Regions from separate parts of the Mus musculus genome. Here regions 1, 2, 3, 4, 5 and 6 are each linked to region 7. Evidence: chromatin contacts called from public Hi-C, HiChIP or PLAC-seq and promoter capture Hi-C data. All regions are on one chromosome and are shown on one strand. Each heading gives the region's core, a stretch centred on a gene start, on an enhancer-like site or on the middle of the called end of the contact. The rest is flanking DNA. Distances are from core to core; before and after follow the strand shown.

Region 1 (3,502 bases), core at 522-3,021, 370 kb before region 7:
CAAACTATCCTGTAACTAACAAAAAGAGGAAGCCTTTTAATTAAAGCAAGTAGTGTGTGCTACAGGAGACAGAATTGATCTAAGTCAGTAGTGGAAGGCTAGAAGAAAACCATATAAAGAAACCAAAAAAGCTGAAGGTGGTCCTAGCACTTAGGAGGCTGAGGTAGAGGGAGTGCGGTGCCATGAGTTTAAAACTAGCCAGAGCTACATAGTAAGATTCTACCAGAGGAAAGAAGGAAGAAAATGGAAGGAGACGAGGGAGGTATGAAGGAAGGAAGGAAGGAAGGAAGGAAGGAAGGAAGGAAGGAAGGGAAGAAGGAAGGAAGGAAGGAAGGAAGGCTCAAGGCTCAATAAAAATAAGACTTGGTCTGGCGGGGTGAGGTTGAACACACTGGCAATTACGACAATTGGGACAGAAGGCAGAAAGGCAAGAGAATTGTGAATTCCAGGTCAGGCAGCTATATCCCGACATTCCGTCCTCCAAGAAAACAACAACAAAATAGAAATATTGCAAATGCACATTGTTCCAGGGTAAGAAGAGTTAGCACCTCTGTGCATATGACTGGAGCATAGGGTGAAGGCTGAACCAGGCCTCGTGGAATGGGCCTGTATTCCCAGCTACTCCAGAGACTGCGGGCTACTCAAGAGCCCACGGCCAGCATAGGCAATTTAGTGAAGCTCTGCCACACACACAAAGGGGATGTGGGGGTTGGATTCTGTAGACAGTGGTAGAGTGTTTCACAAGCATAGATCCCAGGAGTTCCACCCCAGAACATGAGAGAGAAAGTGGGGGTGGGAAATGTCTCATCAGCTATGCAAGGTATGTGACCTTAATCCCCAGGACAACATATAGAAATGTTTGTATATTAAAAAGATAGCCCTGGCTGCAAAGATGAGCATGAAAGGGGGTCTTAGAGCCCGACAGTTCTGTGTCTGTCAGCCATTTAGTATGGTGCAAGCTTGGGCAAACTGTTTAACCTAGGATTCCTCTTCTGTAGAAAGGAGAAACAAGACAGTCATCTCTCAAGGTTGTTATAATGATTTGAAACTGTGCACAGTGCTCAGTGGGTAAAGATACCTGCCATCGTGCCAGGGGACCTGAATTCTATCCCTGTGACCTACAAGGTAAAAGGATAGCACTGACTCCTGACCTCCACCACATATGCATTGTGACACACACACACATACACACACACACACACACACACACACACTCAAAAGCAATTTGGTTTATTTGGTTTTTTGAGAAAGGGTTTCACTGTGAGCCCTGGCTGTCCTGGAACTCACTCTGTAGACCAGGTTGGCTTCAAACTCACAGAGATCTTCCTGCCTCTGCCTTTGAGCTCTGGGGCTAAAGGTATGGGCCACTACGGCCTGGCTAATTTTTTAAAACCCACAAAAATTAGAAATGTATGCTGGACCACCCACTCGATGCTAGACATCAATCACAGGGTCTCACACAAACTACATAAGCGCTCTACCACTAAACTACACCTATAACTACCACTGGACTACACCTATAATATAACTAAACTACACCTATAACTACTACCAGACTACACTTATAACTACTACCAGACTACACTTATAACTACCACTGGACTACACCTCTATCCCTTAACTATAAACAGTATCCACCGCTTAGTACTTGCTTCATACATGATACGTGTTAGTTCATCACAGGTTGCTGGAGGACAAAACTGGAGATGAGGATGGCAATTGGTGTCATCACACCAAGCCAGAGGTCAAAGTGTACGGGGTGGAAAGGAGAGCCAGCCTCACAGGAAAAATGAGCAGGCATGCAGGTTTTAAAGTTCAGTGCTGAGAATAGCTCTGGATAGTCAGTGGCTCTGCTCAGCATTGAGGAAGGGGCCAGTGCAGTATCTGAGCGTTTTCTCTCAGCATTCTAGCAGGAAGCCCCTGAATGGCTGGGGTGCCTCTAAAGAACTATTTTCCTACCCTTTGACACTCGCCCCTGCTTCTCCCATTCCGTCCTTTTCTCCTCTACTTAGAAACTTTCCCCGCTGCCCTTGTCAATGAGAGTCCGCCATCGCGCCCATCTCCACCCTCCTCCTCCATCTCAGTCAGACATCCCTCCCCTCCCCTGCATTTCAAAGCATCAAAGCACTGTTCGACTTTTTCCAAGAGGAGGCTCGAAGCAAGGCGTACAGTGAAAGTATAAGCCTCCAGCTAAAGCTGAGAAACAGAGCGGGCAGAGGGACAATGAACATAGTGAGGTCTGGGCTGGGGCATCTCCACCGCTTACGCTGGCCACCTGGGACCTCTTGCATGCCTCAGTGTCCCGGTGCTGCTGGCAGGCAAGGGGCGGGCCGGCTGGGGGCGGGGCGGGGCGCAGGCGGGGCCGGCCGGGCCAGGCGCCCGGGCAGGAGGCAGCTGCATATCTGCGGTCCCGACCACAATTGCTGGGAGTCGCGTCCCGGAGACTGGCGGCGCTGACTCTGCCCGCTGCGGCCGCCGCGCCGATTAGAGCCCGAGAGGGAGCGCCAACCCCGGGGAGGGGGGCGATGGCGGGGAAGCGCTGGTGCCCCTTGGCCTCCATCCTAGCCAACACCCCCAATGCCAAGTCGGGTCTTTCTCTGCCTCCCTTATAAACTTAGCCTCCCAGCCTTGGCTTTCTCCAAACTGGATCTAAAGCTAGTGCTTTGGGACCCTGCAACAACCTGAGGAAGTTGACATCCTGTTGACCTTTCCCTCTTCCCCAGCACCCAAAAAAGAGGACTCAGAACCTCAGGATAAGCGTTCTCGGGCAAAAGCAGATCGAAGAAGGAGCCTGAGACGCCAGAGGACAAGCATTCCGAGGCCAGAGCACCCCCTGCTGGCTGGCTCTGAGTCCCTGCCCCTCCCCCTCCAGCTGTGACCTCCAGCTGTGGTGGTTGGGAAGAGCTGGCTTCTTTGATCTAGAAGCGTGGCCACCCCCTCCAGGCGCCCCATTAACCTCCATTATCCCAATTAGGCATCCCTCCCAGTCCTGGACATGAGCTTCAAAGCCCCTTCAATGCGGAGAGGAGAGGGGCTGACTCTTTAGCCCCTCACCAAGCCAAGTCATTTTCAGGCAATACCCAGGTATCCTGGTCCCAGCTGGCATTCATGGTAGGTAATAGAACTATAAAAAGGATTCGAGAGAATAAAAAGGGAAAGGGACCCTATTTTCCAAGTTCCCAGTTTTGCATTAAATGATTGAGGTGGTAGCATCCAGGATCCTGGCTGACCTGAGATTCCCATCAACTTATTCAGCTTTATCCCATCCAGAGAGGAGCCAAGAGCCACCCTCCTCCATCCTTAATCCTATCGCAACACTCCCTCCCCTCCTCCTTCCTGTAACAATTTCCGCTGGGGGAGCCCAAGCCGGGTTCAGCACAGTGGCCGCTTCCTGGAACATTTTCCTGTATCCGAAACCGCGGCTCCCTCCCCAGGGACCCACTGATCAAGGCCAGATGGGAGCAGGGATGGGGGTGGAAGCAAAGGAGCCAGGCTCTCCCCA
Region 2 (3,388 bases), core at 112-2,611, 380 kb after region 7:
TGCTATATAATCATGTGGTTGAATCTTAAATAGGACAGCCTATGGAAAATGCACAACACGTAGGACCGAGCACATTCTAGGGGTCAAATACATTGGCTATTATCATTGTCCTGCACTCATTTACCTAGGCTTTCAGCCACCTCTAAAGGACCTTTGAAGTTCACGGATTCCAGCTCCATGTCTTACACATGGGAAAAATAAGGCCTAAAAAGAAGAGACTTGGGTCAGAATCAGAACCTAGATTTTCTTTTACCCAGGCTCTTTCCCTGAGACATGCCCTTGCCCTTAGTTGAACAATGAAGAATTCATCTGGGGTAGTGTTGGGTTTTCTGTCACTGAGACAATGACTTGAGGAACAACTTCAAAGGCCATGTCTCTGCTCACAGTTTCAGGCCTTTAACTATGGCCTGGGCAACACTGTGTCCAGTGGAGCAGAGCATCATAGCTGTGATGATGTAGAGGACAGAGTTACTCAGCTTATGGAAACCAGGAACAGGACCCTCCAGAGGTATGCCCCAGTTGCCTTCCTCCATCTAAGCTCCACCTCCTAATGTTTCCATCACACCCTAAAACAGCGCCCCCAGCTGGGGACCAATTGGTTCCACATGCAAGCCTGTGGGGAAATATTTCATATTAAAACCATAACAAGCAGACTGGGGCTTCCTCTGCCACGAGCATTCTATTAGGAATGATTACTTTAGATCCTCTTTTCAAAAAGACCTCCCTGGAAATAAAGAACGAAAAGGAAAACAAAATGACTCACTCTGAATCCCACAACAAACGGGGACCTAGGAGCTGAAGAGTTGGTAAAGTGTTGGCCTAAAATGCCCAAAGCCCTGGGTTCAATCCTCACCACGTTATAAGATGGGTGTGGCGATATAAGCATGTATTCCCAGCACTCAGGAAGTAAAGGTAGGAGTCAGAAATTCCAGAACATCCTTGGCTACATATCAAATTCCAAACCATCATGGGTTAAATGAACCCCTGTCGCAAAGCCAAAAATAGAGAGAAAAAGAAAAAGGAAAAGAAACAAAAAATTAGTTTGACTGTCAGAAGGAAACACTGCAGGGCCAAGAGCAAGATGGCCTGGAGCCTAAACAGAGGGGTCCTCTTTTCTCTACACTGGCAGCCTGTCAGAAAAATACCCTGGGGTGTTACAGATCCCAGGCTTAGACCCTGGCAATGTGGTCTCAGAAATCCAAGAGGTGGGGCCCCAGAGGGGACATGTGCTTCCCAGGGCTTCCTTGTGAGAGAAAAAAATACTACAGGAAGTAGTTCCTGGGGTAGGTTCTTTGGGCTTGTCTACTCTGACAGGAAGTGGGGTACCAGGGAGTGAAGCAGACATGTTGGGCTCTGCTGGTCCAGGTATCTCACCCCGACATGCCTCAGTCCTGAGCCTGTAACTCCACCCTAGCTACAGCCCAAAACAGCACTCCATAAAACACACATTGCTTTAATTTTCCTTTGAAGGGGCAATTTAGCAGGCCACCTGCAAGCCCTTGGGAGAGTTAAGGAGATCTATCTTGTTTTCTCCAAGTGCCCTCCCCAAAGTGGATTCCTGAGGTCAAAGTTCACAGGTAACTATTGAGGAGGAAGAGTGTTTGGAATAAGCATAGTGTTTGCTGAGAGTGGAGAACAGAAGTATTTTTAAATTTATATGAAGGAAAAGAGAGAAAGCAGGAGAAAGCCAGGCCCAGCCAACAATGAGGAACACACAAATGCTGTGTGACTCAGCCTGGATCTTTTCCCTCTCTGGGTCTCCTGTAAGCAAATATCTCATAAAGTAAGAAATGTGTGACTCAGCTCCAGCCTCTGGGGCCCTCACACCTACTCAAGATGAGATTCTCTGATATTCATGCTCACAGCCAAACTTTACTTACAGAGCCCTGGCATTTTCCTTTTTGGGATCTTGCCAGGACTCACTAAGAGCAATTTCAGCCCCCAGCAACCACAGACCCTCCTCTGCCCTCAACTTCACCCCCTGGGTTCTTCTGCCTGTCTTCAAAGGTGGATTTTATTAGGCTGCTGGGAGGAGGGAGCCACCACCCTTCCTTAACTTTTTTTTTCCCAGGGATTTTCCCATGGCCTTTCTCTTCTTCTCTCTAGAGCAGGACTGAGGGGCAGCCGCTCCTTGGTCTCTGGATATATCCAAGATCCTTAGGGACCACAAGAGAGTGGGAGATGTAAGGGACAGGACCCTAGGGTGCCTTGCACAGGTACTGACTCCCCTTCAGCTCCCTGCAAGGAACATCTCCTGTCGGTAAGGTATGTGAAGCTCAGAAGTTTGGGGGTACTCTCTGCAGCCTCCACCAACTCCTCTCCCAGGGGTGATGTGGGAAAATGAGGGCTAGTCAGAAGCAGAAATGTAGGATGGGGGTCTCATTCACTCAGGAGCCCTCCCCCTTCTTCACACTTTGGAAGAGTTTTTCTGGTCTCTTAGAATTCCAGCCTCAGTATTCTCAGAGTAGGGTGATAAAACAAGGAGCCTGTTCTCAGGCTAAGAAGGGCTCCAGAGGTCAGGGTCGGGGATGGAAGGCAGGATATCTTGGCTGTGGGCCGGAAGACAGAAGTATGGGAACCCAGGGTGATGGGAAACTCCGGTCCCTGAGGTAGCAGCAGCAGCAGACCTCACCAGGGGCGCCCACTGGAAACTTGCCAAGCTTCTGCAGCCCCGGCATCCCAGTGGGGACCTGAGAAGGCCTGATGCCAAGTCACAGGGCTGGTTCTAAGGGATGGAAGGGCAGATTCTCCCCCAGCAGTTGTCAAGGGGAAGAGAAACAGAATAGAGCCCACACGAGGGGATTGAGAGGACCAGACAAACCTCAAATAGTGGAGTCTTGTAGTACTCTGTGTGTTAAGCTCCCCCTTTTGTCTGTCTGCTTTTTGCAATACTCTACATAGTCCTAGCTGTCCTGGAACTCAGTATGTAGATCAAAGTGACCTCAAATTCACAGAGCTCCCCCTGCCTCTGCTTCCCAAGTGCTGGAATTAAAGGCATGCACCACCAAGCCTAGTTTAGTTCTCAACCTTTTAAATATAAATAAATTGAAAATATAAGCAATAAGAAAGTGTCCTCATTTCATGCGGATATGCCTAGAATTCACACTCACCTACTTTCTCTGGATCTATAACCCGCCCAACTCAATTTCAACACCATCCATGGCTTACCACTTAACCTTCCCTCTAGGAAGTGGCTGTGTGTCAGTCTGCCGCTGGGCCTGTCTCTAGTCTTACCACCATGGATACACAGAATCTCAGAACAGGGAGGCCCCAGCACCTCATGGTACAACTACAAAGCTGACCAGAGAAACTGCTTGCTCGGGGATCACAGAGCTAGAAAGAAGCAGAGCAGGGACTTGAACGAGTTCATTGGTGTGCTCTCCTCTGT
Region 3 (3,507 bases), core at 677-3,176, 320 kb after region 7:
CAGCCTCGGGGAGGGGACTGTCTGTTTTGCAGCTTTATTGATTTCTCTTGTCCTGTTAGGAAAACATTGCTCACCTGGAGAAAATCAGGTCACAGGTGGTAGATGATGCGATTTGGGATTGCTGGCCTCTGTCCTGACCTCACCAGGAGAGGCCAGTGCCTGGTGACCCTGGGGGCACTAGGAGCTGCAGCTTTGGAATTCAAGAGCCCCATGTTTGGAGACAAGTTTTGTTCTGCTATTCATTAACACAATGGCTTTAGGCCTTCATTCACCTGAAACCTAGTTTCTTCATCTGTTAAGCAGGCATAGCAGTTTTTTAGTTTGTAGGGCTCTCATTATCAATGATAACAGTTCATCGTTAGTTGCATTGCATCCTTCCTTCGACACCCATCCCCCAACCTATGCTTATGTAACAGTCTATCGAATGCTGCCAGGTTGGTAAATGTCTTATCTCACCTTATCAACAGCACTATTCAGGGAGTGTCTTCTTCTTCTTTCTGGTTATTATCAGTGTTTGGAAAGCGAAGGAACTGAGCACCTTGAAGCTATATGTCTTGCCCAGGGTCACAGGATGAAGTAGTTAAGAACACAGATCTGCTATCTAACTGTAGTTTCAAACATAGGTTCTGTCAGTTACTAAACAGCTCTGGGATACAGTGTAACAACTAAGAAGCCTCAGGCTCAAGGCTCAGTCTGAGCCTCAGTTTTTTTCATCTCTAAATTGGGGATGTGAGGGACACTGACTTGGAAGGCACTCGTGAGAATTCAATGAGCAGAGTGCATATAGAGTGTTCAGCTCAGTCCTGCCCAATAAATATTTGCTGAGGTTATTATTACCAGCACCACCTCAGGGCCATGCTGAGGTCACCGTCACCCCTCCCCCCAGGGCCACGGTGTCTCTTGTTCTTTGGCATTTGGGACATGAGTGTGTGAATTTTGCAGAAGCCACAGAGCTGCTCTTTCATTACCTCACCACACACACTTCAAACCCATGACTTGGAAAAAGGACACTAAGCAGATTAGGACTCCATTTGGGGAATTAAATCAAAACTCAAGACTAACTCAATTTGGTTCTGAGGAGAGGGAAAGGTTAAAAGAGAATGAGCAGGCGTCTGGTGTGCTCTCCAAAGTGTAATTGGTCTGGATCTCCCAGTCTCTCCACTCCCCAAGGGTGGTGCCCAAGGGGGGCTCCCCTGGGGTGGAGGAATGGGAGAACTTCAAACCTAAGCAATTTGACAGTTGCTGGGGAATGATCCCAGAATACCTCCCCAAAGTGGATCCTCCTTTTTAGCTCCTCCTTGCCTTATGGATGCTGAGGGTCTCAACACTGAGTTCAGACTGAGAGTCTAGTAGGTGGGCCTCAATAAAATAAGGAGTCCTACTGAGGAAAACCTGTACCCAGTGTTGCTCTGAGGTGTCGAAGCACTACCGATATTGCTCTCTTGTTTTCTAGTGTATCTGTTTAGTCTAAAAGTATGATGAGCATGTATGCATAGAAGCAACTACTGTGTAAATACCCACTCGTCCTCATATATTTAGCTCAGATTATTCTGAGCACTGTAAACTACAAATAAAAGTCAATTCTTCAGGGAGAGTGACGATTTTTCTCAGCATTTTCTCCTGTGTTCTCAATATTCTCCACTCAAGCTATAAATAACCACTATTTCTCATTGCGCAAAAGGGGAAACTGAGGTTGGGGAAGATTAAGTAGTTCGTTCAGAATTACAGATTATGAGTGGATCCAAGGAAGATTACAAAACAGAGGTCAGAATCTTGAGCGAGAGGGCAAGGAGGGGCTAGATTGACCTAGCCTGGAAGCAGGAGGCACTCCTAAACCCAGAGATCTGAGAACGCCTGGGAGTTAGGAGGAGGGGCAAGGGAGGGACTCCTGGGCTGGCCAAACAGCGGGGCCTCGGGCGAGAGCGTCGCCAGCAAGTCCTCATTCTGCGATTACTGTCAGGGGACCATCCATCAGCACGGCCCAGGACGCTCAGGCCAGACTGCCCGCCGCCCGCCAGGGTCTTTCCAGATCGCATTAGCCCTGCCCAGGGCACAGTGCCGCAACGGTTATGAGCCGGTTGCACTGGGCAGGGGCGGGCACTGCAAGCTGCAGGAACATAGAAAGAAGTCCTCAAGAGCTCCCAGTTCCCAGCCTCCACATCCTCGGTGCTGGAGAGGCTCAGGAGAGAAAGGAAAATGCTCAGAAAACAGGGAGCTCTGGGAAGAAAACCAACTGGAGCAGAGGGGAAGAAACAGCCCCAAAGCCTCTTGGGGCAGAGAGGCTGAGAGGCAGAGAGGCAGAGGAGAGGCTGAAAGCAATAGCAGTGGGGGGTTGGGGGGGGAAGAAGGTAGAGAGACTCTCAAGAGCTGGAAAATAGTCTCCCCAGCATGGATAAGTACTCAAGTAACCCTGGCACTCAGGAGGCTGAGGCAGGAAAATAAGGAGTTGAAAGTCAGCCTGAGCCAGATTGTCATAGGCAGCAAACACCTTACAGATAATTCTTCTCCATTCACTGGCACCCCTAGTTTTAGAGATGAAGAATCAGACCCAGGGAAGTGCATTCCACACCTACAGACCCACTCCAGCTGATGGCTGGGTTAGCATTTGACCCTGACTCATAAGTTTCTTCAAACCACTATGTTTTACGTATCTGCTTTGGGCTGGGTCCAGGGGCTGACTGATCAGTTCCCCCTTCCCCAGAAGCTGCTGGTTCTGAGAGTTGAAATACAGCTGGAGGTTGAAGAAGAGCATCCAAGTCCCACAGTGTGGAGCCACTTTCTGTGTAGCTTTGAAGCAGCTCCTATAACTACATGCTCCCAAGCCACCACATGATCTATTCCATTGCTCAGAATCGTAGCTTATTTCCAGGATCGCTTCCATCTAACCTGCTAACTGGGGTTTGTTCAGCCATATACCTGGCATGCTGCTATATTTTACCCCTCAGATGAATAAGTATAACACCTGCTTGTAAATATTTGTCCACATCCATCCACTCACCAAAATATTTGGTTGGTTCCTGATGAGTAGCAGGCACCAAAGCTTAGAGCTTTCACCATGGCTCAAGGGAAGGCTTTAGTGAGACTCTCCACACAGCTCCGTGTGAGACATTATGCCAGCCAGGGGGCTCCAGATACTTGGTCCCTGTCCATGTAGATGATTGGCTTCTCTCTGGCTTCCTCCTCAGTCATCACTGGCTTTACAATATGATGGAGTCCCCAAATCCTTTTCAATTCATAGATAATCTTATCACTACTCCTTCCTCCTGGAACACAGTGCCTGAGCAGCTCCCGATGGCCTCCACAACCACTCGCTGACAGTCAGAAGTGCTTGCTTCTGTCTAAACCCAATCCTTCCTCCGCCATAGCCCAACATTACCACCTTAATGTAGGGTCTTGCCATGAAACACAGCCACTTTCTCTACAGTGCCTGTTCACCCAGGTGGCTAACTTTGTCTTAGGTAGTCAGGCAGGTAGGGATTCCTGTCACCAGGAAATCTGAAGTTCTAT
Region 4 (3,405 bases), core at 452-2,951, 450 kb before region 7:
CCTGGGTACCATGTCTGTGTCTGCTACCCAAATGGACCAGATCCCTGGAACTGGAGTTAGAGAGCTGTGAGCCACCATGTGGGTGCTGGAAATTGAACAGAGGCCCTCTGGGAGAGCAGCCATTGCTGTTTACTGTTGAACCATCTCTCCAGGCCCGCTTTTTTTTTTTTTAATATTTATTTATTTCTTTTATGTGTAGGAGTACACCATAGTTGTCTTCAGACACACCAGAAGAGAGCATCAGATCCCATTACAGATGGTTGTGAGCCACCATGTGGTTGCTGGGAATTGAACTCAGGATCTCTGGAAGAGCAGTCAGTGCTCTTAACCTCTGAGCCATCTCTCCAGCCCCAGGCCCGCTTTTAAAAAGATTTTTTGTTTTGTTTTGATTTTGAGACGAGGTCTCACTAGACAACCCAGGCTGCCTTTGAACTTTAAGCTTTTTTAGCTCCTCAGCCTCCTTAGTAAGTATTCCCTACCCTCTGGTGGTGGGTGATGTTTGGTACCACCCTTGACTTTATAGTGCATCTGAGAGAGCAGGAGTTAGACTACTTGGTAGGCAGGCAGATAAGGGAGAGGGGCCATGGCTAGGAGATAAAGGTGGTCAATTTCCAGGATGGCTGCTTCTTCCTTATGCCCCTGACTTGAGAAAAAAGCTCGGCATTGTTAGTGTCTGCATTAAATATTGCCATTCCCACGCTGAAATTTTCTAGTGGGGGAGATGTCAGTTTTTTCTCTTATTCCCTCCCCTTCCTATGTCTCCCCCTTTCTTTTTCTTCCTTCCTTCCTCCCTCCCTCCCTCCCTCCCTCCCTCTTTCTTTCTTTCTCTCTCTCTCTCTCTCTCTCTCTCTCTCTCTCTCTCTCTTTCTTTCTTTCTTTCTTTCTTTCTTTCTTTTGATTTTTCCTGAGACAGGGCTTCTCTGTGTAGCCCTGGCTGTCCTGGAACTCAGAAATCCCTACGCTCAGTATTTTGAACCCTGTTTCAAAAAACAAACAAAACAAAAGACTGTGAACGTTCACAATGAATTCTTCCCTTTACTCTTCACTCAACTCTATAGCCTTTCTTATACAACCCATGTAAGATGTAGGCTGGAATCCAAACTTGGGAGGGAGGAGAACCTAGGAGAACCCGGAGGTTGTCCCTGCACCCTTTTCAGTGTCCCTCTCCACAAAGTCAGAGTTTTAAAGAATCCCAAAGACCCTGTGTGGTGGTGTACACCTTCAACCCCAGCATTAGGCAGGTGGATCTCTCTTAGAGGCCAGCCTGGTCTATTTAGCAAGTTCCAGGACAGCTAGGATCACGTAGTGAGAACCAGTCTCAAAAAACAAAAATAAAAACAAAAAAATACATCAAAGGCTATTACACCTTTTCTTTCCTAGTAACGCAAAGCAAGCCATGTGGGTTTCTTATTTTAATTCTCTTGAAATTTAAAATCCTGCCTGAGCTCAGGGAATAAAGGCAAGAAAGACTTAGTGATTGACCACCCAACTGCGAAATGACTGTAATTGACTGAGGTTGAAGAAGGAGACTGTGTCCCAGAGTCTTTCCGGTCCAGAGTTGTACCCGCCCCTCCAGGAACACGTGACAGACAGCGCGGCAGATAAACTACAACTCCCAGAGCGCCACGCGGCCGGCCTGCGTTACGCTTTCTCGCTGATTGGTCACTAGGGATATTTGAAAGGAGGTGCTGGCGCGGAAAACGAAGCGTGCCCACCCGGTGCTTGGTGGAGCTCGGGCTGGAGGACGCTGCTAGGCCGGTGAGGAACGGCAGCTTCGAGGGAATTAAGGCACGGAGGGTCTGGTGAGCGCGCGCTCAAGCCGCGGTAAGTGACATTCCCATTGCTGACCTGGGAAGAAACGGGGCGTTTCTGCGGAGGCTCGGCGGCCCCCGAAAGGGTGTGCTCGGCGCCCAGGACCCTGTGGAGACCCCTGCGGTGGCCTGGTGGGACACTGAGGACAAGGAGCGTCCTGGAGGAAGGAACAGTGGACTTGTCAGTTTGTAACGGGAGCCCAGTTTATATCGGCCTCTCCCCGCATAGGATTTCTGGTGGGATTCTTTGCCTGCTTCATCCTTTGAATCCTCCTACAACTTTCAATCCCTTCTTTCCTCCAGTTATTTCCATTACAACCCTTCGCAGGCTTCTACAAACCATTTCGTTGTATCTAGACTTTTGCCATGAGGAACTTCAAAGGAGTCAACTTCGCCACTCTGCTCTGCAGCAAGGAGGAGACCCAGCAGCTGCTGCCTGACTTGAAGGTGGGACCCTTTATGGCTCAGGACACACCTAGTTTCTGAGATTATCTGTGTTTTTTTCCTTTTCCTTTTTTCTTTTTTTCCGAGACAGAGTTTCTCTGTATAGCTCTGGCTGTCCTGGAACTTACTTTGTAGTCCAGGCTGGCCTCGAACTCAGAAATCCACCTGTCTCTGCCTCCCTAGCGCTGGGATTAAAGGCTTGCGCCACCACGCCCGGCTTCCTTTTCCTTTTTATTTATTGTTTTTATTTTTATTTAAAAAATTATTTTTCCGCCGGGCAATGGTGGCACATGTCTTTAATCCCAGCACTTGAGAGGCACAGGCAGGTGAATTTCTGAGTTCGAAGCCAGCCTGGTCTATAGAGTGAGTTCCAGGACAGCCAGGGCTACACAGAGAAACCCTGTCTTTGAAAAAAAAAATTTTTTTTTCCCCTAGGGCTACTAATGTGATCATCTCCTAAGGACACTCTGGTTTATGTTCTCCGTTTGGGAGAGTTATACATCGGTTTTTGTTTACGTTTTATCATTCTCCTTATAGTAAATTTTACATTCTAATTTTATTTATTTATTTATTCATTTATTTATTATATGTAAGTACACTGTAGCTGTCTTTAGACACTCCAGAAGAGGGCATCAAATTTCGTTAGGGATGGTTGTGAAGCCACCATGTAGTTGCTGGGATTTGAACTCAGGACCTTTGGAAGAGCAGTTGGCGCTCTTAACCACTGAGTCATCTCACCAGCCCTCTAATTTTTAATTAAAAAAAATTTTTTTTTTCCATACTGGGGATTGAACTCAGGATCTCATGCATTCAGGAAAATATTTCACCACGGAGCTATATCTCTATATCTGTTTTCACTTTTAAAAATAACATATCATCTATGTCTTCATATGTTATATACAAGCATATATAATATATAGTATGAAATATGTAAGCTATATATTATCTAAATATTATATATATGTTTAAAGATTTCTGAGACAGGGTCTCTCTACATAGCCCCTGGCTGTCCTGTAAGTCACTATGTAGATGAGGCTGGCCTCGCTCGAACTCAGAAATCCACCTGCCTCTGCCTCTCAAGTGCTGGGATTAAAGGCCTGAGCCACCACTGCCCGGCCTGTTTTCACTTTTTTATTTTGAGACAGTGCTC
Region 5 (3,261 bases), core at 9-2,508, 360 kb after region 7:
AATTAGATTCAAGGTTTGTTTTGTTTGTTTTGGTGTTGAGGCTCAAACCCAATATCTCATGCATGCTAGGCAGGTGCTGTCCCACTGAGCTATCCCCTTCTCCGTGTTGTGACTCAGGTTTCTTTGTGTGTATATAATATATGTCTATGTGTATGATTCAGGTTCATTTGTACATTTGTGTGTGTGAGAGTACTTGTGAGGTCCTGGGGTTCAATCCTCAGCACTACAAAAATAAGATAAAAGTACATCTCCTTTGTTTCCCCCAAAGTGGGATGGGATAAGTCATTGGGTCAGGTCTTCCAAGAGCAGTGTAACCCTTGATCATTGGCTGAGAAATCCCCCAACTCAACAGCTAGAGAGGTAAGCTGGTTCAGTAAAATCTTCACAGTACCCTCTTCAAAGAGGCCTCTGTCCAGCACTTCCTATAACGTTGCCCCTCTTCTTTCCTCCAATCCTCCCCCTCCCTCTCCTCTCCTCCTCCTCCCTCTCCTCCCACCCCCCCACCCCCCGCCTTTGTTTTTGTTTTTTGTTTTTTTTTCCTGGTGTTCTTTCCCCCTTTGTCTATGCTGAGCCAGGACTCTTGATTTTTGTATCCCAGCAGGCCCTGCTCTGAGACCCTGAGGCTGGCTGGCATACACTCTGCCTCTGTCTGGAGTTTATAATGAGGATGCAAATACAGGGATTCAAAGAAGAGGCCCTAAGTGAGAAGCCCGGGGATTTGCTAACCAGGGGCAGGGTACCAGTTGTGACTTTGACCTTTATAGCCTTAACTCACTGTAGACAATTCTGCATTTTCCATTTCCACTCCATCCCTGTTTCTGGGAGAGAGGTGCTGGTGTCCCCAAGGTTACTGCTCTCTGGGGATGAGGGTCAGTATCACAAATTAAAACCTTAAACTTTCTAAAAACGAAAAGCACATTTCCCTATTCTTTGTGTGTTTGGGAGGTTGTGTTTCCCACTAGCCTAGCAGACTCTGACCCCTGAACATCAGAATGTGGATTCCCCTCATTGTCTACACCAACCCCCCAAGAAAGGCTCAATCCAGGTGACTGTGGAAAGGATGAGCCCACACTCACTTCCTCATCCCTCATCTGCTTTGAAGGACTCAGGACCTCAGCAGGCTGAACAGCCATGAGGAGCGAAGCTGAGTGGCTTCCCACCTCCTTTGAGCTCCTCGCAGTTCTGTTTTGTGTGTGGTTTGTCCTCGCCCCTCCTCGGACCTGGAAAATGAATGTTTAACCCCGCTCTGCTCATCTCTCCCTGTGCCCTGTTCCTGTCAGCCTCAAAGCTGCCGGGAGGAAGGACCTGCAGCTTCCAGTCCTGCTCATAGTCAATGAAAATTCAAATTCTCTTCTCAGCAGAAGGGCAGCTGCCTTCTTCTCCGTTTTCCCTGCACACATTGATCTGTCGCGAGGGCACCTGGGGGTCAGAAGAGAGGCCAGGCTCTTTTAATTTGGTCTGGAATTAGCATATCCTATCACACCAAAGGCCAGGATTTCCACATCCAGGAGCAGGAGGTCTTCACCCAGACCTAGACCTGTTCTTAGACCCCTCAAGCCAGCAATGATATCCACATTTGTTGAGGTGGAGACCTAGGAGGGAAAATGAGCAATTTGGCCCATTTTTCAGGCCAGTAGCTGCAGCTGTCTGCTCTGTTAATATTTTCTTCAGTATTCATCACAGGCAAAGCACCGCCTTTACCTCGGAGTGCCTCGAGGATAGGAAGATCTTTGCCACCCTGAGACCTCCGTGTGTTGTGGATAGATACACAAATAAACAGATGGGGAAAAAAAAGACAAATTTGGTGTCTGTCAACTGATTTTCACGGCAGTCTTTGCATTTGTCAGGTGTCGGGCTCTCATGTCTTCTCAGATCTGTCCCTGCCACCCTAGTCGGCAGGGTGACACACAGCCCGCTGCTTTTTCCGGGACTTGGCGCTTTCATGCCCTGAAGTAAAGGGTATGGAATGGGTGGAAAAGGAATGGAGGTCCTGGTTACCTCTCAGCTTTGTAATGCAGACTGTTCCGTCACAGTGCAGGCACATGAGTGTGGGGGTGATGTCATCCGTTTCTCCAGGCTGACGAATATATCTATAAGTTTATCTTGGTATAATTGCACCTCTGAAGGTGAACACAGGGTGTGCGTGTTCAAGATGGTTGCAGAGGTGGACAAGTGGACCCAGTCCTATCTTAGGTGCCCGCCCCAAGCCCAAAGGCCTGTACAGGTCCAACTGCCAGTACGTGGAGGGTGATGTGGGTGTATGAGGCCTGAACATATCTCTGCATACGTGACCCTCTGTGTGCCAGTTTGTGTGCACTGCTGAATTATTACAAAATTACACTGACCCTTACAGAAAATCCATATCAGCCTCAACCCTTCTTCTCCGACCTCTCGACCTCTGGGGTGCCTGAGGAAAGAGCTGACCCGGTCGCAGCCACCCCTAGTCAATGAGCCTCTCTCCATTAGCATAAAACATGAATCTGCTGGCAGCTTGACAGATTATAACTAGCAGCCAGAGTTTTGCCAACTGGCTGGCTTGGGCGCTGTCTATTTATCATTGAAAATGGTAAATCATAAGAATCCAGATGACTTAATTATTCAAATCTACCCAGGGCCCAGAGAAGCTGCAGTCCTGTCAGCCTTAGCCCTGGGCTCAGGGAGGCTGGTGGGGGCTAAAACCCTGGCTTGGAACCAGAAGAGAGAGAAGCAGGTCCAGTCTTCACCCTCCGTGCGGCCCAGTGGGCAGGGCCTTCCTATGCAGCTCCTCTCCTGCCTGCCTTCCTCCCCACCTTTCCTAAAGACAGACTGTCTCTCTGGGGCTCTTCCCTTGGGCGGCCACTGCCTGCTAGCCCTTCTCAGCCCACACAGTGCTTCTCCCACCCTTTGTATTAATCTGGCAGTCTTTAGCAGGCTCAGGGCCTTCATTTTAATTTCTTCTTTTCTTTTCACTGCTGCCTTCCTCTTCCCTCCCCTTCCAGATGGACACAGACACTCTACATCCACCCATAGTCTTCCCCTTCTCGCTTGGACCTTTGTACCCTCTCCTTGGGATCCTTGGGTTCTGCACTATGTTAATCCCGTGTTCCCTCCAAATTTGCTTTTATCCAGTCCAAGGCTACAAAATATCTCTATGTCACATACCTTTTCTGTCCTGGGCTTCTATACAGCTTCAGGGACGGTAGACAGGCCAGAAGATGTAGCCTTCTCTCCATTAAAGCAGGACTGTATTCCAAGAAAGCCAACCCTTTAGTGCTGGCACCA
Region 6 (3,471 bases), core at 934-3,433, 400 kb after region 7:
GGCCTGGGTATTAAGAACTCAGGAGAAAGGAAGAAGATGACTGGCTGTTGGGTTCATTCAGGGCCTGAGCCACCTGACAGGATCAGCAATCTAAAGATCTTGGGACTGGTTCTAGAAGATCTGGTCAGAGTAAGGTTTGTAGGACAAAAAGGATCTAGGGTAGAGAGGAGAGACCACACTGGGAAGTCACCAAGAATGAAAGCAAAGAACTGAAGACACTTTAGTGAAAGTTTCTGAGGAGTGAGAATATCTCCTGCCTCTGTTGTCTCCTTCGAGCCTCTGTCTCATGGGTGTAGCCTTGTGCTCAGTAGCCCTCTGCTGCCTGTGACAGTGCAGGTACACAAGGAACATTCAGTTCTGCTCTAGGGGCCTTGGTCGCTTGCTGGCAGGAGTCCCCAAGCAAACTGTTTCTCAAGGCCTCAGTTTCCCTATTGGCAAAGCTTTAAAGAGGAGGCAGGATTTCAGACCCTATTGATCTGTTTTTCCTGGTCTAGAAGGCTGAGCATCTGGAATCTTGCAGGCCCTGGTCAACAGTGAGTGGCACAAAGTGCCCAGAGTGGCTGTTGTGCAGAGTTCCCAGGGGAATGAAGCCAGGACCATATAGAAAACGACCAATGAGGGCTGCTCAGAATGAGGAATGGCCAAGTCAAGAGTCCTCATCCCACATCTCTCCCCCAAATCCTCCTCAGCAGTTTTTTTTTTTTTTCCATTCTGTTGCAATATTGAAGTATCTGTGCTCTTGTCTTTGGACCCCTGAAGGATCACACCCAGTATCACTGAGGACTCCTAAATCTCTATCGCCAGCCTAGTCTTCACAGGAAACTAAGACCCATGAGCCTCCTCTACTTGGATCTTTAGCAGGCATCTCACACTAAATGTGTCCAAAGCATGTCTCCTGATGCCAGCTCCTTGGTATTCCATGATACCAGGTAATGACAAGTTCCATGTTCTGGTCACTGGTAGGAAACAAAACAACACAAAAACCTCTTAGTTTTTCCTTGATGATGCTGCTTCCACGGTTCCCATCTGACTCACCGCAACCACCCCCCACCCCCACCCCGAGCTGACTCTGCAACATTCATCCAGGCCCCACTCTCTCCTTGCTGCTACAGTGCACTCTTGGACGTCCTTGTTTCCCACTGCATTCTCAACATGACAGCATTGAGTAGTCAAGGGGAGTATGCATATCACTCTCAGGCCCTGACTCTCCAATGGCTCCCTGTCCATTCAGAGTGGAAGTGCAAGTTTAGCTGTGACTCATTAGTCCCCACATGATCGTGATTAGCTTTCTGTGACCTCTTAGAAGCCACAGCTCATTCCCTTCCTTATTTTCCCTGCTCCAGCCATACCGGCCTCAATGCCATTCCTCCAGCATGCCAGACTGCTCGCAGGAGGGTTTCCCCTTGCTGTTTGTCTGCCAGGAAAGATCTTCCCTAAATCTGCCTGGGTCGTCAGCATATGGTAAATGCCAGGTTCCATATGTTGGGGGGCAGAACACAGATATGCAAGGGAGGGAACGGGAAGATGAAACAGGGGAGTCGGGTACCACACAAGACATGAAATGGCTTGTCTTGCTTTCTGTCTTCCTGGGATTCTGTCTTCAGAAGATCAGGGATCTCGGGGTGGGGCTGCTCTTGGTTCTTCAGCAAGTGGCCCCTTTCATACTAACCTCAGGGCTGATGGACCCACATCTATCAATCTCAGGACTTCTGGACAGGAGCCGTCTGATGGTCCTGAATGAACAGGCCGGTCCTTTCTATGCTGAAAGGATACAGAGAAGAAGCCACCTCTTCCAACCATGCACTTGTTACCACCACCTTCTGCCTCTCCTTCAAGCCTCTTACTCTGGTGCTAGGATGTAGGCTTGAAGAGGAAAGGGAAGGGCTCAAGGTAAAGGGCACAGGAGGCCTAAGAGAGTAAACTGAGGCAGAGAGAAACACAAGCTGTGCAGAGCCAGTGACCCAGAGATAGAGCGGAATTGCACAGGCCAAAAGGGGTCCAGGTCAGAGGTGGATGCAGCCAGCAGGTGAAAAGCAGCAATGCACTGAGGGCTGGGCGCTCTGTCCAAAGGATTAAGGTAGGTAGGCTTTGGAAGTAAGGAGCCCAGGACAGCTCCGAAGAGGAACAGGCGGGGCGGCGCGGGCAGCAGGACCACACGCTGCCGGGCTGCGCGGGCGGAGGCAGACTGAGGCGGGCGGAGGCGGCGGGCTCAGCGGAGCGGGCGGGCGCCGGGAGCGGGCTCGTAAAAGCCGCGCGGCGCGGGGAAATTGCCGCCAGAATCGCTGAGCTCCACAAAACGCCGCCCGCGCAGCCCGCCGCCGCGCCCGCTCCAATCTCCAGCCTCATCGGCGCGCGGGCTGGTTATGCATTTAAATGTTATTTAATTGGATTGCGGAGGAGCTGGGGGCCAGAGTGCCCCCGCCTCCGCCCCGCACGCGCTGCACGTCTGTTTTCCGAGTCACAGATTGCCACGCACCCCCTCCTGCCCAATCCTTTGCCTCCGACGCTTCTCTCCCTCCCTTCTGAACCCGGCCAGAGGACACTCAGAAAGACATCAGCCTATGAAGACTGAAAACTAAGAGGCTACGCACGAACACACACACACACATCCTGAAGACGCACAAAGACATAGCAGCAGCAAAAATTGGCTACACTCACTTATACCAGTGTCCATCTGGAAGATTAAGAATGGCAAACAAATATGGTCCCTAGAACCACAGAAGTACACAAATGTGTATTAACACACTCATGCTGCAAGACAAAACATCACCTGACCTCTCCCGGGGTAATGACACTCACAAAGCGACACTGCCAAGCATGGGCAGAAAGGATGCCAAAGCATGACCCTCATAGGGTAAGGCAGAGACCCTCCCCAAAGCTGAGTAAGAAGGGAAGCCTGTGTTCACTCTTACACTCAGCCAGACCACCACCTATTTGCTTTGCCTATTCAGGGTTGGAAAACAAAACCTTTTGTTCAGCGACATACTGTCCTCCCAAACCACAGCACAGGAAGCTTCAAGAGGCAACTGCATTTGTAAGGATGTTTTTTAAACCGAACAAAGAAAGAAAATTGAGTCCCAATTACAACAAGCGGGATAGCAGATAGACACCAGGAGGGCCTTCCTGAGAGGATAGAAACTGGAATCCCAAGAGGTGAGGTTGGCCATGTGTGTGAGGTGGGGAGCTAGCTAAGAAGTCAGCACCGTGGAGGTTAGGGTCAAGGGTTAAGGTTAGGGAGGAGAGCACGTCCTGCATAGGCAGTTCTCCACAGGCTCCCAGCCAGCAACAGTTAACTGTTGACCTGAGATGATCAGGATTACGCCACTTCAATTAATGAAAATGGAAATGGCAACCTGGCTTGGCACAGGTCCCCGCAGAGGACCATTCTGGGCTCTCCGCCATCCCTTCTGCGAGCAGGGCCCGGAGACTTGAGGATCTGAGCGGGGCTGTGGGGACAGAAGAACAGGCAAA
Region 7 (3,543 bases), core at 15-2,514:
AGGGTGGCTCATAACCCCGTCCATGTTGGTGTAGAGCACACTCAAGTGCAAGTAACTTGGTGATCCCCTAGATATATCAGACTGAAAATGGTAAATGACTAGGGTAAATGTATAAGGAGAGCTAGCGAGTTCATGTGAGAAAGCTGTCTGGAAGAGCAGAGTTAGGAGTGGGGTGTGGAAGAAGAAACCCAATAGTGCATGAAACAGAATGACAAGTACTTCTCTATGGCCATTCTGAGGAGGGTGGACAAATTGTGAGCGCAGCGAACAGCTTTTTTTCTTTTTGGCTGGGTACAAAGAACTGGAATAGATAGAATGGAGGCAGGTTCAAGAGGCAGGCTGGGTGATCCCATTTCTAAGAGGAACTGGGGCCTTCTGGAAGGCACACTGACATGTGTTAGATGGCACTTGTGCACAATTTTCTGGATAGGTGTGCAGTTGTGTGTGTGTGTGTGTGTGTGTGTGTGTAGGGGCATACATATCCAAGTAGCTTTGTGCCATGTGGCTTTATGCCCCAGGCTCCTGTCTTTCCATCTGTGTGCGACTGGCATTCAGCTATGTCTGAGCGTGTTTGTTCATTTGTGTATTTCCACGTGGTCGTGTGTGAGTAATATTTCCATTGCTTTCTGAGTATTTCATTTGGCTACATGCGGCGGAAGGCATCGTGAGAAGTGAATTCACAGGCGATGTGTGCCTGAGTGTGCGTGCTGGTGTCTGCAGGAGCAGCGGGGCTGGAATGGAGCCTTCTTTCTCTCTCTCTCCACTGGCTCCATCTGCCCTCTCTGAGGTCGTGACAAGGAGGCAGACAGCAAAACTGGCAAACAGTTACAGCTAGGAAGACCAGAAGTATTGCAAGCCCGGCTCAGACTATCACTGCTGGGGAGAAATAGCCAGAGGGAGACCGACATGACAATAGCGCGCACAGATGCTGCGTGGACGCGCTTCCCGGGGCAGGTGCGCTCATGCGCGTAGGCCTTCACTAGCATCAGGGCCTTGGGCGCACCGGTCCTACTCTGGCTCCTGGCTTTCCTTCCCCTGGCTATGACCAGATCTCCATCGCCTCCAAATGCCTGTCCCAGTTTGGGGCGCTGCGGCTGGGGAAGCAGACATCGACTTCGGAGCCAATCGCGGGACGTCTGCAGCCTCCTGGGGTGGTGGAAGAGATGCGTGCGGGGGCGTCCTCACCCTCGCTCCCTCCCCAGCTCGGCCGCCTCCTACCCACCCCCTTCCGGCCCGCGGCAGTTTCCGAAATCGCCCGGCGGCCGCGAATTCATTAGCGGGGGGCGGATGTAAACGCAGAGCGGTGGAACGTTTTAATTAGGCCTGAACAATAAACAAGCTAAACGAGGCGCACAGGGCTCCCTGGCGGGCCCTCAGCCTCCTCCGCGCCGCGCGGACTCATTACGGCTGCAGCCAATTTCATGCCAGCGCCGGGCGCGCGCGGCCCGGGCTGGGAGGGCGCGCGGGGGCGGCCGAGACACTCTGCCCTGGAGCTGAGCGCTGGGCGCTTGTCGGCTTCTCAGGGCCGCTGCTCACTCCACCCCGCCTGGCTCGGTGTCCTTGAGCTGAAGGTCTCCGCCCGCACCCGCCTGCTCTTTAGGGTCTGCCCTCCTCTGCGCGCGGGCCTCGTCCCACAGCTCAGAGGAGGGGTTCTGCTCTCGCCCTCCCCTTGCCTCGAACCCACACCCTGTCTGCCGCAGTCTCCCCATCTTCTCTACAGGATCTCTCTTCCCCGCGGGTCCCTTTTCATACATCGACGAGGACTGTTGGACGCAGTCATCCGCCCTTAGTGGGCCCTGTGGCCTGATGCCTCGGTCTCGCTCCGGGTATTCGCCATTTCTCTGCCCGCTGATGTAGCAGCCTGCCAGCCTCCCTCCCGCCCTCGTCTCCTGCCAGGGTTCCTCCCAAGGCACTTAGACCCGAAGGTTTAGGTGCGGCTTTGTCCTTAGCCATTAACAAGGCTGTTCTGGACTTAAGAACCGACCGAGTGGTTTAGCTTTCTTTCTCTTCCCCACCTTTTAGCTAAACTGCAAGCATATTTTGCAGGCGCGTAAGTCTTAGCCAAGATTCCTCAGGCTGGCTATTGATGACCTTAGGTCTTGCCTTGTCCCTCACGTGTGGCCTCTTACCTGGCCTTGATACCCTGTGAAGGGTGGGAAGTAATTTTAGTGCTTTGTGAGACAGTTGTGAGAAATAGCGCGGGGGATGATGAAGGTAGCGACCTTGGCACCTAGTATTCACTCAATCAATATTAGCCCTCTTTAGTCTCCGTGTTCCTCCTCAGTCTGCTCCTGTCTCTGTAACCTAAAATTCTGAGCAAAGGACTGGTAAACTCAGATGTAATAGGCCTCAAGGGAATTTCACATGAGCAACTGAACACCTGCACCAAAGCTCCGATTGGACGGACTCACAGAACAAAGGACACAACGCAGATCAGTACACAGGACTGAGCAAATTAAAACCCAGAGGCCAACGAGAGGTACTGTGGCACATACTTTTAATCCCAGGACTCCGGAGGCAGAGGCACGCAACACTCTATGGTTTCTAGGGCAGGGAGTTACACACAGGCTAGCCAAAGCTACATAGTAAGACCCTGTCTCAAAACAAAACAAAACAAAACAAAAAACCAAACCAAACAACAATAATAAAACAAAACAAAACAAAACAAAAACCCCAGATACCACAGGACAGGACCCAATCTAGTATGCCTAGCCTGAAGTAGTGGGGCTACGCACTCTTGGAGGCTGCAGTGGGTTGCTAAGATTTTTACTCCCCGATAGGGACCTATTTCCTAGAATCTCAGAACCTCAAGCCTTCCATGCAGCTTTGAACTGGAGATATTTCTCTTTGACTAGCTGTCTCCCTGCCATTTAAACATTGCAGGGCTAAGATGGGCCCTAAATTCTCTTTCCGAATGTGGTCCTTTACCCTGGTGCCTTTTCATTCCTAAGAGGCAGGATCTGAGCGCACAGGTACCTCTCTCTGTGTACCACCCACTGTGGTTCCTGAGGGGAGATGCAGAGAGGCAGAGATCTGGGGTTTCCACAGCAAAGGTTTATAAGTTTGTCTGGAGCAGTTGGATCAAGCATTGTAACTTGGTGTTGGGGATACTTGAGAATGGCCAGGCAGGAAAGATGTTGGAAGCCATGTAAGAAGTGTAAGGGGGCTTCCTCTTGGAAAGGATCATGGTGCTCATGTAGTGGGCAGGGAGCAGAGCAGTTTAACTCTCAGTAAAGTGTATCTTGTTGGGTAAACAAAGGCCAGTGGGAAACTCAAAGCAGAAGTGAGGAAGAAATGGAGAGTGGCATGTATGTATGTGTGTGTATGTATGTATGTATGTATGTATGTATGTATGTATGTTATAAAGCAGTGGGGCTGTGTGGGCATGGTTGAGAGGTCATGTTTTTCATGCCAAGGTAGAATGTGTTCGGTGGCGTGTCGTGGAAGGGCTCTGGGATAGGGTGGCAGTGGTGGCAGGCCTAGGAGACAACGACATAAGATGTTCCAATGTTGAAACTCCAAAGTGACCCTGGGCTGAATGGG

Evidence for each region. Promoter capture Hi-C pulls out the DNA fragments that hold promoters and counts their contacts. Hi-C and Micro-C count contacts between places; a contact is called where the count stands out from the background. HiChIP or PLAC-seq counts read pairs in DNA pulled down with a chosen protein or histone mark.
Region 1: a Hi-C map of pro-B cells shows a contact between it and region 7, with 4 times the contacts expected there. The contact joins the enhancer-like site here to the promoter of Cistr in region 7. A contact is called at or near these places in 1 of 39 promoter capture datasets (pre-B cells) and 3 of 484 Hi-C or Micro-C datasets (embryonic stem cells and pro-B cells).
Region 2: a Hi-C map of the C2C12 cell line shows a contact between it and region 7, with 2.0 times the contacts expected there. The contact joins the enhancer-like site here to the promoter of Cistr in region 7. A contact is called at or near these places in 4 of 15 datasets of contacts at CTCF or cohesin (the NIH/3T3 cell line, embryonic stem cells and pro-B cells), 18 of 484 Hi-C or Micro-C datasets (the AML12 cell line, the C2C12 cell line, the G1E-ER4 cell line and 11 more), 10 of 115 datasets of contacts at active chromatin or transcription factors (embryonic forebrain, embryonic hindbrain, embryonic midbrain and 6 more) and 1 of 9 other capture datasets (embryonic stem cells).
Region 3: an H3K4me3 HiChIP or PLAC-seq map of embryonic limb bud shows a contact between it and region 7, with 5 times the contacts expected there. The contact joins the enhancer-like site here to the promoter of Cistr in region 7. A contact is called at or near these places in 1 of 15 datasets of contacts at CTCF or cohesin (the NIH/3T3 cell line), 1 of 484 Hi-C or Micro-C datasets (nephron progenitors) and 5 of 115 datasets of contacts at active chromatin or transcription factors (SST interneurons, astrocytes, embryonic limb bud and 2 more).
Region 4: a contact with region 7 is called in a promoter capture Hi-C map of pre-B cells, with 2.7 times the contacts expected there. The contact joins the promoter of Espl1 here to the promoter of Cistr in region 7.
Region 5: an H3K4me3 HiChIP or PLAC-seq map of stem cell-derived neural progenitor cells shows a contact between it and region 7, with 3 times the contacts expected there. The contact joins the enhancer-like site here to the promoter of Cistr in region 7. A contact is called at or near these places in 1 of 15 datasets of contacts at CTCF or cohesin (the NIH/3T3 cell line), 1 of 484 Hi-C or Micro-C datasets (cerebral cortex) and 7 of 115 datasets of contacts at active chromatin or transcription factors (SST interneurons, embryonic hindbrain, embryonic stem cells and 3 more).
Region 6: an H3K4me3 HiChIP or PLAC-seq map of forebrain shows a contact between it and region 7, with 5 times the contacts expected there. The contact joins the promoter of D930007P13Rik here to the promoter of Cistr in region 7. A contact is called at or near these places in 16 of 39 promoter capture datasets (the 3T3-L1 cell line, 3T3-L1-derived adipocytes, the HPC-7 cell line and 11 more), 3 of 15 datasets of contacts at CTCF or cohesin (the NIH/3T3 cell line and large pre-B cells), 2 of 484 Hi-C or Micro-C datasets (both in embryonic stem cells) and 13 of 115 datasets of contacts at active chromatin or transcription factors (CD8 T cells, embryonic basal ganglia, embryonic forebrain and 8 more).

The regions. Positions count from the first base shown.
Region 1 is chr15:102,374,545-102,378,046 of GRCm38.p6, forward strand. No RefSeq gene overlaps it. Among named protein-coding and RNA genes, the nearest start is that of Sp7, 10 kb to the left of the region's middle. Within about 2 kb of position 1,772, at least 222 of the 459 cell types and tissues checked have an H3K27ac peak or open chromatin away from gene starts, as enhancers often do. A contact at or near this core is called in pre-B cells and pro-B cells, where this site is marked.
Region 2 is chr15:103,126,835-103,130,222 of GRCm38.p6, forward strand. D930007P13Rik (Riken cDNA D930007P13 gene) reads right to left here. Exons shown (of 7, transcript NR_045743.1): 4 at 125-204. Among named protein-coding and RNA genes, the nearest start is that of D930007P13Rik, 18 kb to the right of the region's middle. Within about 2 kb of position 1,362, at least 26 of the 459 cell types and tissues checked have an H3K27ac peak or open chromatin away from gene starts, as enhancers often do. A contact at or near this core is called in the C2C12 cell line, the G1E-ER4 cell line, the NIH/3T3 cell line and 1 more, where this site is marked.
Region 3 is chr15:103,067,410-103,070,916 of GRCm38.p6, forward strand. No RefSeq gene overlaps it. Among named protein-coding and RNA genes, the nearest start is that of Gm30528, 8.6 kb to the left of the region's middle. Within about 2 kb of position 1,927, at least 47 of the 459 cell types and tissues checked have an H3K27ac peak or open chromatin away from gene starts, as enhancers often do.
Region 4 is chr15:102,294,592-102,297,996 of GRCm38.p6, forward strand. It overlaps Espl1 (extra spindle pole bodies 1, separase), which reads left to right and starts at 1,702. Exons shown (of 31, transcript NM_001014976.2): 1 at 1,702-1,824; 2 at 2,169-2,258. The coding sequence starts at 2,178.
Region 5 is chr15:103,105,758-103,109,018 of GRCm38.p6, forward strand. No RefSeq gene overlaps it. Among named protein-coding and RNA genes, the nearest start is that of Gm28876, 3.0 kb to the left of the region's middle. Within about 2 kb of position 1,259, at least 3 of the 459 cell types and tissues checked have an H3K27ac peak or open chromatin away from gene starts, as enhancers often do.
Region 6 is chr15:103,144,645-103,148,115 of GRCm38.p6, forward strand. It overlaps D930007P13Rik (Riken cDNA D930007P13 gene), which reads right to left and starts at 2,184. Exons shown (of 7, transcript NR_045743.1): 1 at 1,670-2,184; 2 at 871-956.
Region 7 is chr15:102,745,645-102,749,187 of GRCm38.p6, forward strand. It overlaps Cistr (chondrogenesis associated transcript), which reads right to left and starts at 1,265. Exons shown (of 1, transcript NR_104334.1): 1 at 797-1,265. It also overlaps a transcript of Gm36560 not described here.